Linked DNA regions of Rattus norvegicus: region 2 is linked to region 1. Evidence: chromatin contacts called from public Hi-C data. All regions are on one chromosome and are shown on one strand. The core of a region is the stretch at or near the end of the contact, and the rest is flanking DNA. Distances in the headings are between cores, read along the strand shown. Region 1 overlaps Rgs4 (regulator of G-protein signaling 4). Region 2 has its middle 13 kb from the start of Ccdc190.

The links. A called contact is a pair of places that touch in the nucleus more often than the background predicts.
Region 2: a Hi-C map of frontal cortex shows a contact between it and region 1, with 3 times the contacts expected there. The contact joins two enhancer-like sites. A contact is called at or near these places in 4 of 12 Hi-C or Micro-C datasets (the Rat2 cell line, Schwann cells, frontal cortex and 1 more).

Annotation. Positions count from the first base shown.
Region 1 is chr13:84,466,315-84,472,274 of GRCr8, reverse strand. It overlaps Rgs4 (regulator of G-protein signaling 4), which reads left to right. Exons shown (of 5, transcript NM_017214.2): 5 at 252-2,682. The coding sequence ends at 491. Among named protein-coding and RNA genes, the nearest start is that of Rgs4, 6.6 kb to the left of the region's middle. Within about 2 kb of position 3,849, at least 4 of the 93 cell types and tissues checked have an H3K27ac peak or open chromatin away from gene starts, as enhancers often do.
Region 2 is chr13:84,664,746-84,670,159 of GRCr8, reverse strand. No RefSeq gene overlaps it. Among named protein-coding and RNA genes, the nearest start is that of Ccdc190, 13 kb to the left of the region's middle. Within about 2 kb of position 3,734, at least 10 of the 93 cell types and tissues checked have an H3K27ac peak or open chromatin away from gene starts, as enhancers often do.

The DNA.
Region 1 (5,960 bases), core at 2,600-5,099:
TCTCAATGACTCTCCTTAATAAATATAATTATAAATCTCTCAAATGAGAGAGTAAAGGAAAGGGAAGTGCTCTTTCCACTTCAGGGCAGAGCTGACCTTTTATACACATATGCCAGGGCACACCCAAATGTCCCGGGTTTCACTCCTGGGAGGAAGGTAAAGAAAGGGTCCTGGCTACTCCTTTTTGAATGTAAGCCTCCTCTCTTCAACAGAGCTCTAGCTCTAATGCAACCTTGGTCTTTGCACTTTAGGTGAACCTGGATTCTTGCACCAGAGAGGAGACAAGCCGGAACATGTTAGAGCCCACGATAACCTGTTTTGATGAAGCCCAGAAGAAGATTTTCAACCTGATGGAAAAGGATTCATACCGTCGTTTCCTCAAGTCTCGATTCTATCTTGACCTGACCAATCCTTCCAGCTGCGGGGCAGAGAAGCAGAAAGGAGCCAAGAGTTCTGCAGACTGCACTTCCCTAGTCCCTCAGTGTGCCTAATTCTCACACAGAGGCAGAGAACCGAAATGCCAAGACTCTATGCTCTGGAAAACCTGAGGCCAAATATTGATCTGTATTAAGCATCAATGCTTTCTCCACATTGTAGCCTAGTATCCATGCTGCCTGCCGTGTGTGAGTCACTTCCATGTAAAACTAGACTTAGCTGTGGTGTGGGGGTTTTCATTGGGGTAAGACCCAACTTGTTTTCAATTTTCCCAAGTTTCCTTAAAGGGTGTCAGGTGAGCAAGTCTCCAAATAATGGCCCTGTAGGTCTGGATTTTCAAAGATGGTTAGTAGTCCACCCCTTCCAACAGTTTGACCTCAAGTTAGTTGGTACACTTCATGTGATGTCACATGCACATGCAATGTCAGCCAGCAGCACTTCCTACAGACTTTCAACGTTTAGGTGATATTTGTGTATGTGTATGTATATATTAAATATATAGAACATATGCATATACATTCTGTATATATTATATCTATGTATTCAGTATGTGTGAATGTGCATGAATATATATATATATGCATATATATATTTGTATATGTTCACACATGCACACACATTTCTTCAAGAAAAGATGGGAAAGATCCTTGGTGCTCAAATTGGAGTGTGTACACATGCTTGCATGCATGTTCTGACTTCTGGTCCTTCATACTGTGTCTGAACAGGGCAAACTAAATTAACTGCCATGCAGGCTAAGAAAGGAACACTAACTTGTAAAAAGTGAGTTCCGTCAAGCCACTGGGTCTTGATGGAGCATAGTCAGGGCCTTTGTGTTTAATCTCGTCAATGGCCTCCACATTGAGCACTGAGCTATGGGGTGAGTACTCCGAAAACTCTGCTGTCTGACTGACACAGAGCTGCCTCGCACCGGTGATTACTACTAGCACTTTTAAGTCCCTATGCTGTTGGCCATCCCTCCTTTGCCTGGGTGCTCAGGGCATGCTGACTAGCAGCTGGGTTGGTCTGGAGATGGATGTTTGAGAGGAATGAAGGAATGCGGTCCAGGCCTTGTTGCCTAGCCCTACAAATGACTACTGCTTAGGTGAGGGCAGAAGACCCCGAGGTTATCTTAATTCTTTCCTCTCTTGATAAGGTGCTCTCCTATTCCTACCCCCAAAGAACGTCACCTGTCAGATGAGCCTCTTTACTTCCCCGTGGTTGGTTGCTCACGTTAGGAACCATGGCCACCTGCAAGTCATTCTAAGCTACCCGCTTACATTTTTCAAAAGCATCACCAGGGGGAAAGGTTATGCTGTCCCAGGAGGAAGTAAGCTCTTATGAGCTGTAAACCCCTTTTTGGTTTTCTGCTTTGAGGTAAGAGCTTGTTCATCCCATCCCAAACACCAAAGTTAGCAGAGACCAACGGAAGGAGAGAGGAAAGAAAAAAAAAAGAAAGAGAAGAGAAAAGAGGAGGACGGGATATCAGTTGGTAGGACTACTGTTTGGAGCTTTTTAAGGCACGTGAAATACTTGAAAATTTCTCATTTGTGTTATTTATGTTGTTTTGTACAATGTTTTTATTACTGTATTGTTTTATAAATGGAGGTACAGGATATTACCCGAATTATTAATGAATGCCCAAGAAGTAATTTTCTTCTCATTCCTCTAAAAGTCCTGCCTTTGAGAGCGCACACAGACTCGTGCATACTGCAGGCACAGCTCCAGTTTAAATTCCATGCATGAGCACCATTGTGGCTGCAAAGTGAAGACACTCATAGTGTGAATCCAAGTCTCACCATTATTGAAGAAGTCAGTTTTCTAACAGTACTGTTGTCTCTCTTGACAGTCTTGCGTATAATATCCCCAGAGCTCCCCCATCAGTGGTCCTAACTCCTTTTTGTAATACACAAGTCCACAGTCGTGTCTGTATAACTCTCCGGTCTTGCCCTAATATTATCATGACTTTGAGATTGTACCTGTACTCCCAGACTGCTGTCTCACAAATAGGTCTGGGAAAAGTCATTCTGAATGAGAAGTAAATTATTTTATGTAATACATCTTGAGTGTGTCTTCAGTTGTATTTGCCATCGCTCTTTGGTCTGGCGAGCCTGCCTGCTGCTGGCCCCTGCAAAGGACGCTCCTTCCAGATGCATGTCTGTTTCTGCCATGTGCTTTATAGGCCTCAGCGCTGATGCTTCCAATGAAACACATAGATCTGAATGATAACAGGAAATAAATGCTTCCTACAAAACAATCTGCTTGGAAACACATTAATGATCCAGAGAGGCAATGCCGTGAGAAACAGCGGGGCATAGGATGCCTTTACAAAATGACTCACAGGGAGTCTTCTATCCCTCCCCTGCCAACTCCAGAAAGGAAAGTAGAAGTTGTATTGTTTAGGCTTAGGCCCCTTTCACTGTTCTGCCTGCTTCTGCTCCCAGGTCCCTGGCTGTTCTAGGTTTGAAGACTAGGCAACTTTAGTGTACTGCAGATCTTCAATTTGGTTGGGGGGAGAAAATACCCCAAACTAAAACAAAATAAAACAAACAAACAAAAAACCCCAACGAAACAAAACAATACCACCAAAAAACAAAAATATCAGAATAAGAAAAGAAACCAGATCAACAACAGTAACCAATGGGGTCTCACTCAGGCTGTCCTCCACTGGTTATAACTTAACTGTGAAGACTAGTTTGGGCTCAAATTCATGGAGATCCTCCTACCTCGACTTCTCAAGTCTTAGGGTGACTGGTACAGTTTTTCATTTCTGAATTCCTTAGGATTTTAAGGCTAGGGTTCCCCTTCTGAGCAGCTGCCTACTTTCAATTACCTGCCAGAGTGAGAAAGGTTGTAGAGAAGCTGAGGAGGCTGGAGATGTCCAGGAGAGAGCTCTCTGCCACAGCTGCTCAGGGCTGTCTTTGTCCTTTGTGAGTTTCTGAAGAAACAAACAACAACAACCAAAGGTAACAGAATGCTCACATCTGAAACCAGGGCTTTGCACAGCGGTAGGCATAGGTGATTGCAGACATTTTTTTCCCCCAAGTAATGATGCTTTTAAAAATCTGGCAGGAACCTTGGATGCTATACTTAGGAAAGTACATGAAGGAATTGAAATTTCTCATAAATATTCATACAAAATGTTTGCACCCCCACCCCTCTAAACACAGACGAAGATCCCTCTGCCCTCTTTCTCATGCACTGGCCCTGAAGTCACTTGCAATTATATGGGTCAAGAATGGAGAAGTGTATTCTCCACTGCTCCCTTTTCCTTTCTGGCAGTGTCCCGGGTTATACTTTCCAGAAGATGCAGGCATGAGATAGAAGCGTGTTGGTAGTTAGACTGCATGGATTCTCGACTATTCCAGTACAGCACTACCGCTTAGATCAATACTAAAATTAGTCTTTCAAACACTGCCCTGTGCTGTTGCTATTGCCTTGTGTGTGTGGCAGGGACTGGGGATTGGAAAAAGAGGCTCTGATGTGTAGATTGAGATGCCTCGTTCATCTCTGGATGACAGGCTAAAAACAGAAACTAGACTTTGCTGAGGGATTCTCCCCAGGGTGCCTCCTCGAGCTGTATTCTGAATGTGCCTGTTGCCACTTTTAGAGATTTACATTTTTAAGTAGATGACAGAAAGATAGAAGAAGAGAAATAAGGGAGAAGAGAGCAATGATACCAAGGAAAAAGAACTAGCATCAAGGGAAAACCAGTTAGGCTTACACCTAGGCTAAACACATGGGAAAAGGAAATCAGGCTGACAAATTCCTACTCGGGTCAGGTCAGCTAACCGATGTGACCAGCCGGCTGCAAAAGCTGGAAGTGTAGCTGCTGGGGAGCCCTAGTCATCTCATTCAGAGGCCGAATTTAAACCAGGTGTCTGCTTAGGCCCTTAAGCACAAGATGATAAGTTAAATTGCCTGTTATTTTAGTCCACATTGTTTTGCTTCTTTTATGCCTGAGAATTACTTGCATTTGTCCTCTCTGTTAGAATATGGGTAAATTCGGTGAGGTGGCTTGGTAACGTTTTAACTTTTGAATTCGATATTTTAGAGTGCAAGGGGCTAACAGAGAGTCAATATGAAAGGCTGTTCTATGACTGATACAGATAAATGATGCTTGGAGCTGGGATAAGTTTCCACAGAAAGCCTAAAAGTTAATGGCCTCACAGTATGTCATGAATTCTACAGGGCAAGTAGATGCTAAGTGCTCTACATTATCTTGTTTAATCCCCGAGTAAGATTCGTGTTTTTCCTTTGCAACTGGGAAAACTTGGATATAGGAAAGTTTTGAGATGTACCTAGCAGTGTATTCCAAGAAAAGTGGTAGAGCTTGAGTCAGGCCCAGCATTCCGCATCCCATCCAGAGCTTACAAGTTTCGTTACTCTAATTGAGAAAGAAGAAAGGGGAGAGGGTAAGAGGAAAGATGAAGCCACAGGAAGTAGAGGAAGAGTCCCAGGAAGAAGGGAACGATGGGGAGAAGAGGTCAACAGATAAGACAAATAAAGCAAAGAAGGAAAGGGGGAAGAAAAAGAAATGGAGGAATGGAACAGGAACAGGAGGGGGAATCAAGGGTGGCTGTGATGAAATAGCAAAATGCTAACCACCCATCATTTTCAGGGCATATGCTTGCCGGAGCACTGAGCAGATACTGTGGTTTCCCATGCCTTGCCTGAGTTGGGGCAAGTGGGAATTCTCTCCAGATCTTGTCTAAAGTGCATTTGAAAGCAAGTATTAGATACCAAGAACGGTTTCTCTTTAAGAGTCACTTTTCTGGTCCCTTTTTGTTCTCTAAACTTGCCTGATTTGGTACCATTCCTAGAGCAGTAAATATAGACAGATATATGAAATGATTAAGATGATGAAATGTACCCTAAACTCTGGCTTGAATTTACTGCTCCTGGAGGGTGAGGGGGTGGGGTGCGGTGCCTTACACACCAAAGCCAAGTCATTCAGCCAGTAGGAATTACACACAGCCAGGATCACAGCTGGAAACAGGCATTGAGGCTCTGGGCCTCTTCACGTTTCTGCCTCCCCTCTGGGAGGAAACCAGGAGGTTAAAAGGTCCTTGTTCCCACTCCACTTGAGTTCAGTCAAGGCAACAGCATGTGCAAACTGGTGAGCTGGACCATGGGAACCAGAGAGTGGTGGCCTCCCCAGGGTTCTGCAAAGCTGTTCTTTGCTGCTGAAATAAAGGAGGCTGTTTTCGTCCCTTCATGGAGTATTTGTAAGATTCCCAGATTGTTCACCAACTCATTTGGGGTTTCTGGAGCTGTCTTCTTCCAGGACAGCTTATCCCCCAAAGGTCTCTGTGATGATTACGACCTGTGGGAAAGGAGCTAAAGTCATTGAAGACAAGCCACGAGTTGTGTCTCCAGTCAACTGTCTCAATTTTGTGTCTTAACTAATATTTACTGGATTTTTTTGTTGTTGTCGCAGAGGAAAATCGTCAGGAATGTTGGCAAATTCTAGTTCAAGTGTTTCTCTCACCTATATCCTACCTTAGCAATGACCTGAGCTTACATAG
Region 2 (5,414 bases), core at 2,485-4,984, 200 kb before region 1:
TGCAAATGACTCTTTCTGTGAGAAGTGAAGACCAGCCGCTGGTGGTGGTGGTGGTTGTGATGACTGAGGTAGGCCACACGCCTTTAATCCCAGCACTTGGGAGGCAGAGGCAGGTGGATCTCTGTGAGTTCCAGCCCAGCCTGCTCTACAGAGCTAGTTCTAGGACAGCCAACGCTACACAGACAAGCCCTGTTTCGAAGGATGAAATAAAACCAACAAAAAAGTGGCGCTCCAACAGGGACACAGCCAGTGGAAGGAAGAAGGTATTAGGGGTTTGTTTATCTCTGTCAAAGCTTCTGTGAACAAGGAACATGGTCAAAACAGGCCTTGTGTTAACAAAATGATACTTAGGAACAAATGCCTTCACCCTAAATGGTGTTTATTCTGGAATTAGCAGTGGCGTCCTAGTCAGTGATGGTGCCATTGGTAATTAAAGCCAAGAAATACAATGGACTTCGTAGCAATGAGGTCAAAAGGTATTGATTTACATACAGAATTGCAGACATTTAAAGGAAGAATTACATGAGTCTCTGTGGGCATTTAAGGTGAATTAAAAAGTAATAATAGAAATGGCACATTGATGTAAAATGCCTGCTGTTGCCTCTCTCCATTCTAGTCTACCCTAGCACAATTACTGGTTTAGTATCCCTGAGCCTAAAGCCACCGATTTCTTCTTCTCCGTCCTTATGGGCCAGAGGTTCAGCTTCCGCCTGAGGCATCAGAGTTCTCTAATACAGTAAGCTGCTCTTTGAAGCGTGGGGATCAAGAGAGGATGGCAGAATTGCAAAGAGGAGTATCCTTAGGGAACGGAGTGCTTCTACTTTTTTAAAGCCAGCCCATTGAGGCTCCTTGTATTAGGTTGAGTTTGCCATTAGAAAGCTGCGGAGACCCAGCTCTCAGATTCTGTTGTGCTTCTTGACAGAGTTTGAAATCATTCAATTCAGAGCTGTTGAAGTTTGAACTTGTATTGGAATTTTAGGTGCACGGGCTACAGAAGTAACCAAGGCTGGATTTTCAGGTGGATTCCTTTAATTCCTGCCTTGTGAAAGTTTGTTGTAGTTTCCGATACTGGCACCGGATGGCGCTCCAAAACCACGTACCCCCTGCTTAGCGGAGAGGAAACAGACCTTCGGAAACTGAATCCATTCAGAAACTTAAGAGACCATCTCTGGCCTAACAACTGATCCTTTCCAGTTCCCTTTACGACGATGATTTATTTCTTCTGAAAGCATAGTATACTGTTTCCCAGAGTTGGGTTTTCATGCTTTAAGACCTCTTATGTGGAAGCTTAATTGTACTCTGCTAGAACTTTGGAAGCATTTAAACTCCCTTCTTTTTCAGTGCTGTCGATTGGCTTTTGAGACAGGGACTTTTGTAATACAGGCTGTCCTGGAACTTGTAATATTCCTTCTTCAACGTCCCAACTGCAGGGACATAAGCCTATGCAACTTCACTTGGCAAAACACAGAATTAATTATGTGTTGAGAATCGATTTTCTTTTGTCAGAGTAGCAAATAAAATAAAGATTTTTTTTAGTGCCAATTTAAAATAAATTCTGTTTCTAGAGGGTCCTGCTAAAAGTTCATGTCAATTTTTCCTTCTAAACTCCAGAAGTCATTTTGAGTGAAGCTCATACAATAAAAATGAGGCCATTAAAAAATATCCACATGCTGAAAAACAAAAACAAAACAAAACAAAACAAAAAAACCAAACCAAACAAACATTGCCCCCCCCAATGAAAAACAACAACAAAAAAACCTCCTGCAGACTGCTGTTGTAGTATTTACCTACCTCAGCCTGAGGTGCTTAATGTCACTGAAGACTTTCTTACTTTCTTTCTTTTCTTTCCTTCCTTCTTTCCTTCCATCCATCCTTCCATCCTTCCCTTCTGTCTGTCTTTTCTTCCTCTCTCTGTCTCTCTCTGTCTCTCTCTGTCTCTCTCTGTCTCTCTCTGTCTCTGTCTCTCTGTCTCTGTCTCTCTGTCTCTGTCTCTCTGTCTCTGTCTCTGTCTCTGTCTCTGTCTCTGTCTCTCTCTCTCTCTCTCTCTCTCTCGTAGAAAGAACGTTGTTGTCTCCAGGAAGCATTTATTGGTACAGGAAATATTGCTCCTTTAATATTCTTTTTATAAATTAATTTATTTATTCGCTTTATGTCCTGATGCCAGTCCTCTTCTCCCAGTTTCCTCCTCTTCCAGCTCCTATGCCCCATCCCCTTCTCCTCTGAGAAGGGGGAGCTCTCCCTGGATTCCCCCACCCCTACCCCCAGCGTCTGTCATTGCAAGACAAGGAGCATCCTCTCTCACTGAGGCCAGACAAGGCAGCCCAGTTAGTGGAAAGCAGATCCACAGGCAGACAACAAATTCAGGGACAGCCCCCACCCCATAGTTGGGAGAATGTGATCCTTTGTCTTCCAGCACAGCTTCCTTGGGTATGGTCCCTGCCTCCCTCTAGATGGCTCTCTATGCCTCTTCCCTTGGCTGTAACCGAAGCTTTGTCAGTTTTGCAGCTTGGAATTGGGTTCATCCAACCACCTGTACCCCAGTTTCTCACTTTAAGGAACACCTCAGGGTTCAGACATCTGAGGGGCATTTTGTGTCTTTATTTGAGGGTAAGCCTCCTTTCCCAAATGCCCAGGTGACCCAGCGGTCCCTTCTTTTGTGCTTCTGGCCTCCTTGCAGATGGCTGTCTCTTCTGTCTCTCAAACTCTGCACAGGATGAATCATTCTTGCCCCCACTTCTCCACTTAGTTCATTTTCCTTTGCTTAGGGCTTCAACATCTAGTTCTTGTCCTTGGTGAATCTTAGAGGCAGACTTATGAGGCAGCGAATGTGTGTGTTTAGGTGTGTTTAGATGTAAAAACCCCACTTTACAGCTCAAGCAAAGCCGTTAGCAACGTGCCCAGTGCACAGTTACCACCCATTCAATGGCAGGCATCACTTGCCGAGGCTTTCTCGTCCATTTGATTGACTTCATTTTCGCATACCTGTTTCGTAATACTTACCTTGTCATGGAGGTAGCGAGAACCAACTGTCTGCAATCTCCTTCCCTCAGCAGCTTAAGGATAAGGGAAGGGGGACAGAATCTAATTAATAACCGAGAAACGGTGTGCTCCTTTTAATTAGGAGTCGTGGGCAGAGCTGTGGCAGAAGCAAGAGAAGAGTGTGGATAGTTGTTGAGTAACAGCTCTCATTCTGGGTTTCACAGGAACAGTGAGGTGGGATTTCCGTTCATGTGTGGCTTTCAACCGGTTTCCTGCCTCATTTTGTCCACCTACAGCAGGGGAGAGTGCAGGTGTGTTTGCTCACACCCAAGTGACCCCAGACAGACTCCTATTTTTTTTTTTTTTATATCTAAGGCCTGGGCTGCCTACAGATGTGACTATTCTTCGTCCAAATGGCTTTATACTCGACAGTCCCAGATGTCCTCCAATCTCTCACTTATCCCTATTTTAATTAAAGTCTACAGTGTTCTTGAAAAAATAATTCCAAAACTGTGTACGTGCAGGCTTACAGGTAGGTGGGCAAAGATTAGAGAGCAGGGCGGGAGGAGATGAAAGAGATAGCCTTCTGCCAGAAGCCTCCTGCTGCCTGGGCCATATTCCCCAGGCTCCTTGCCTCTGAAGCCCATGGGAGAGACGTCTCCTGTCCCAAACCAGATGCCTCCCAAGGGTGTAATTGCAAAGCGCGAGACAGCTGGCTTGAGAGAGGCTGGTGTTTATAACCAGACTGGTTGCCTGTTATAGCTCTAATGGGCTCTCTGAGTCCAGATGGCCACCCCTTGGCCAGCTTACATCTGGCTGAGAATGCAGAGAAGCACGTAGCTGGCTGGAGTTCTGGAGATGTCCCTTTGGGGGACGTGATGATGGAAGGGACTTACGGGGCTGTTTACAGCACACTCTTCGAGCAGCATCTGGGATTCTTCTCTCCTGGTGCTCAGCCTCCCCGACCACCCCCTCCTCTCTCCCCCATCCCAAATGCACAGAGACCAGAGCTTGAACCAGACATGAGGCGCCTGCTGCTTCTCTTCCTGTGATGGCAGAGCACAGGCCTTCCTTGTGGAAAATTCCTCCATGAGTCGTGTGAGACTGTCCTCGGAGTCTGCTGAGGAGGGTAGCTGCAGCCTTGTCCTTTTGTGCCTACCAATAGTTCAAAAGATCAGGGCTACTTCCCATTTGTATGATGATCTTGAGAACATTTATGAAGCCACTAGGCTGCATACAGAATTTAGAGATAGGGAGCGTCCTGTGTGTTCTCACATGTGGAAATCAAACCTGCCTGTCTGTTTGTCTGTCTGTCTTCCTCTCTGTCTCTGTCTCTCTCTCTGTCTGTCTCTCTCCATGTACATATATGTGTGTGTATGTATATAAATATATATGTATATACATATATGTAATAAAATATCTACTATGGGGAACTTCTGTCTTCAAGGTTACAGATTTACTTACAGGAGCTTTTCTTCTCTCCTGTTTACCTCATCTCTTAGGGAACATAATTTAAAATGATTCACTCATATGCAGTTAAAGTAAGATGAAGATCAAAATCCAGATTTCCAGCTCATTCCTCTCTCTCTCTCTCTCTCTCTCTCTCTCTCTCTCTCTCTCTCTCTCTCTCTTTCTGTGTGTGTGTGTGTGTGTGTGTGTGTGTGTGTGTGTGGTGTGTCCCATTTTACCCTCAGCTAGGATACTAGGTTCTCTTCTGAGAGCATGAAAGCAGGCTGTAGCGCACACTGGGTCAGTAGTAGAGAATTATAAGCTATTAGATCCAGGAAGAGGTTCAAGCCTATTTTTATGCCACAAATCAGCAATGGCAGTTTACAACATTCCCTTCCCTTCTACTAGGTCAGCTTGGACTCTGCAGCTTGATTTTCTATGTTCTTCCTTATCCTTGCAGAAGCCAAGTCTAGCTTAGAACAGACTGAACATGAGAGACATTTCATTGAAGACATGAACAGATGACTGGATCTGTTCTCCACTCAGAGTTGGCTCAGTCTAAATCCCCAGGTTCATTGTTCTGTGTGTCTATCCATCTATCTATGCATCACAATGTTCTCTTCCTTGGAGGGTGCAGAGACTCCTGGTTCTTGTCTCCGATAGTTGGAGCATTGTTTCCTGGGATTTTGAGACTTTTATCCTTTCTGCTTTTCTCTACTTCCACTAGGCATCCCATCTCCACACTAAACCCAGGGCTATTCCCCTACTTACTCCTCCCATGCTTCTCTGTTGCACACATGCGTGCACCTCCCTCAGGCCTTTGCCCTTACCTCATTCCCATGCCTGGCATCTCTCAGAAGTTTCCATTGTGTTGCTGCATTGAAAAAACCAATAGGATACCTTTTCTTGAACTCAGAGGATCTCAACCATAGGTAGGATCGTCCCTGATTGAAACAGGACACAGTGTATGGTTGGGAAGAGGCAAG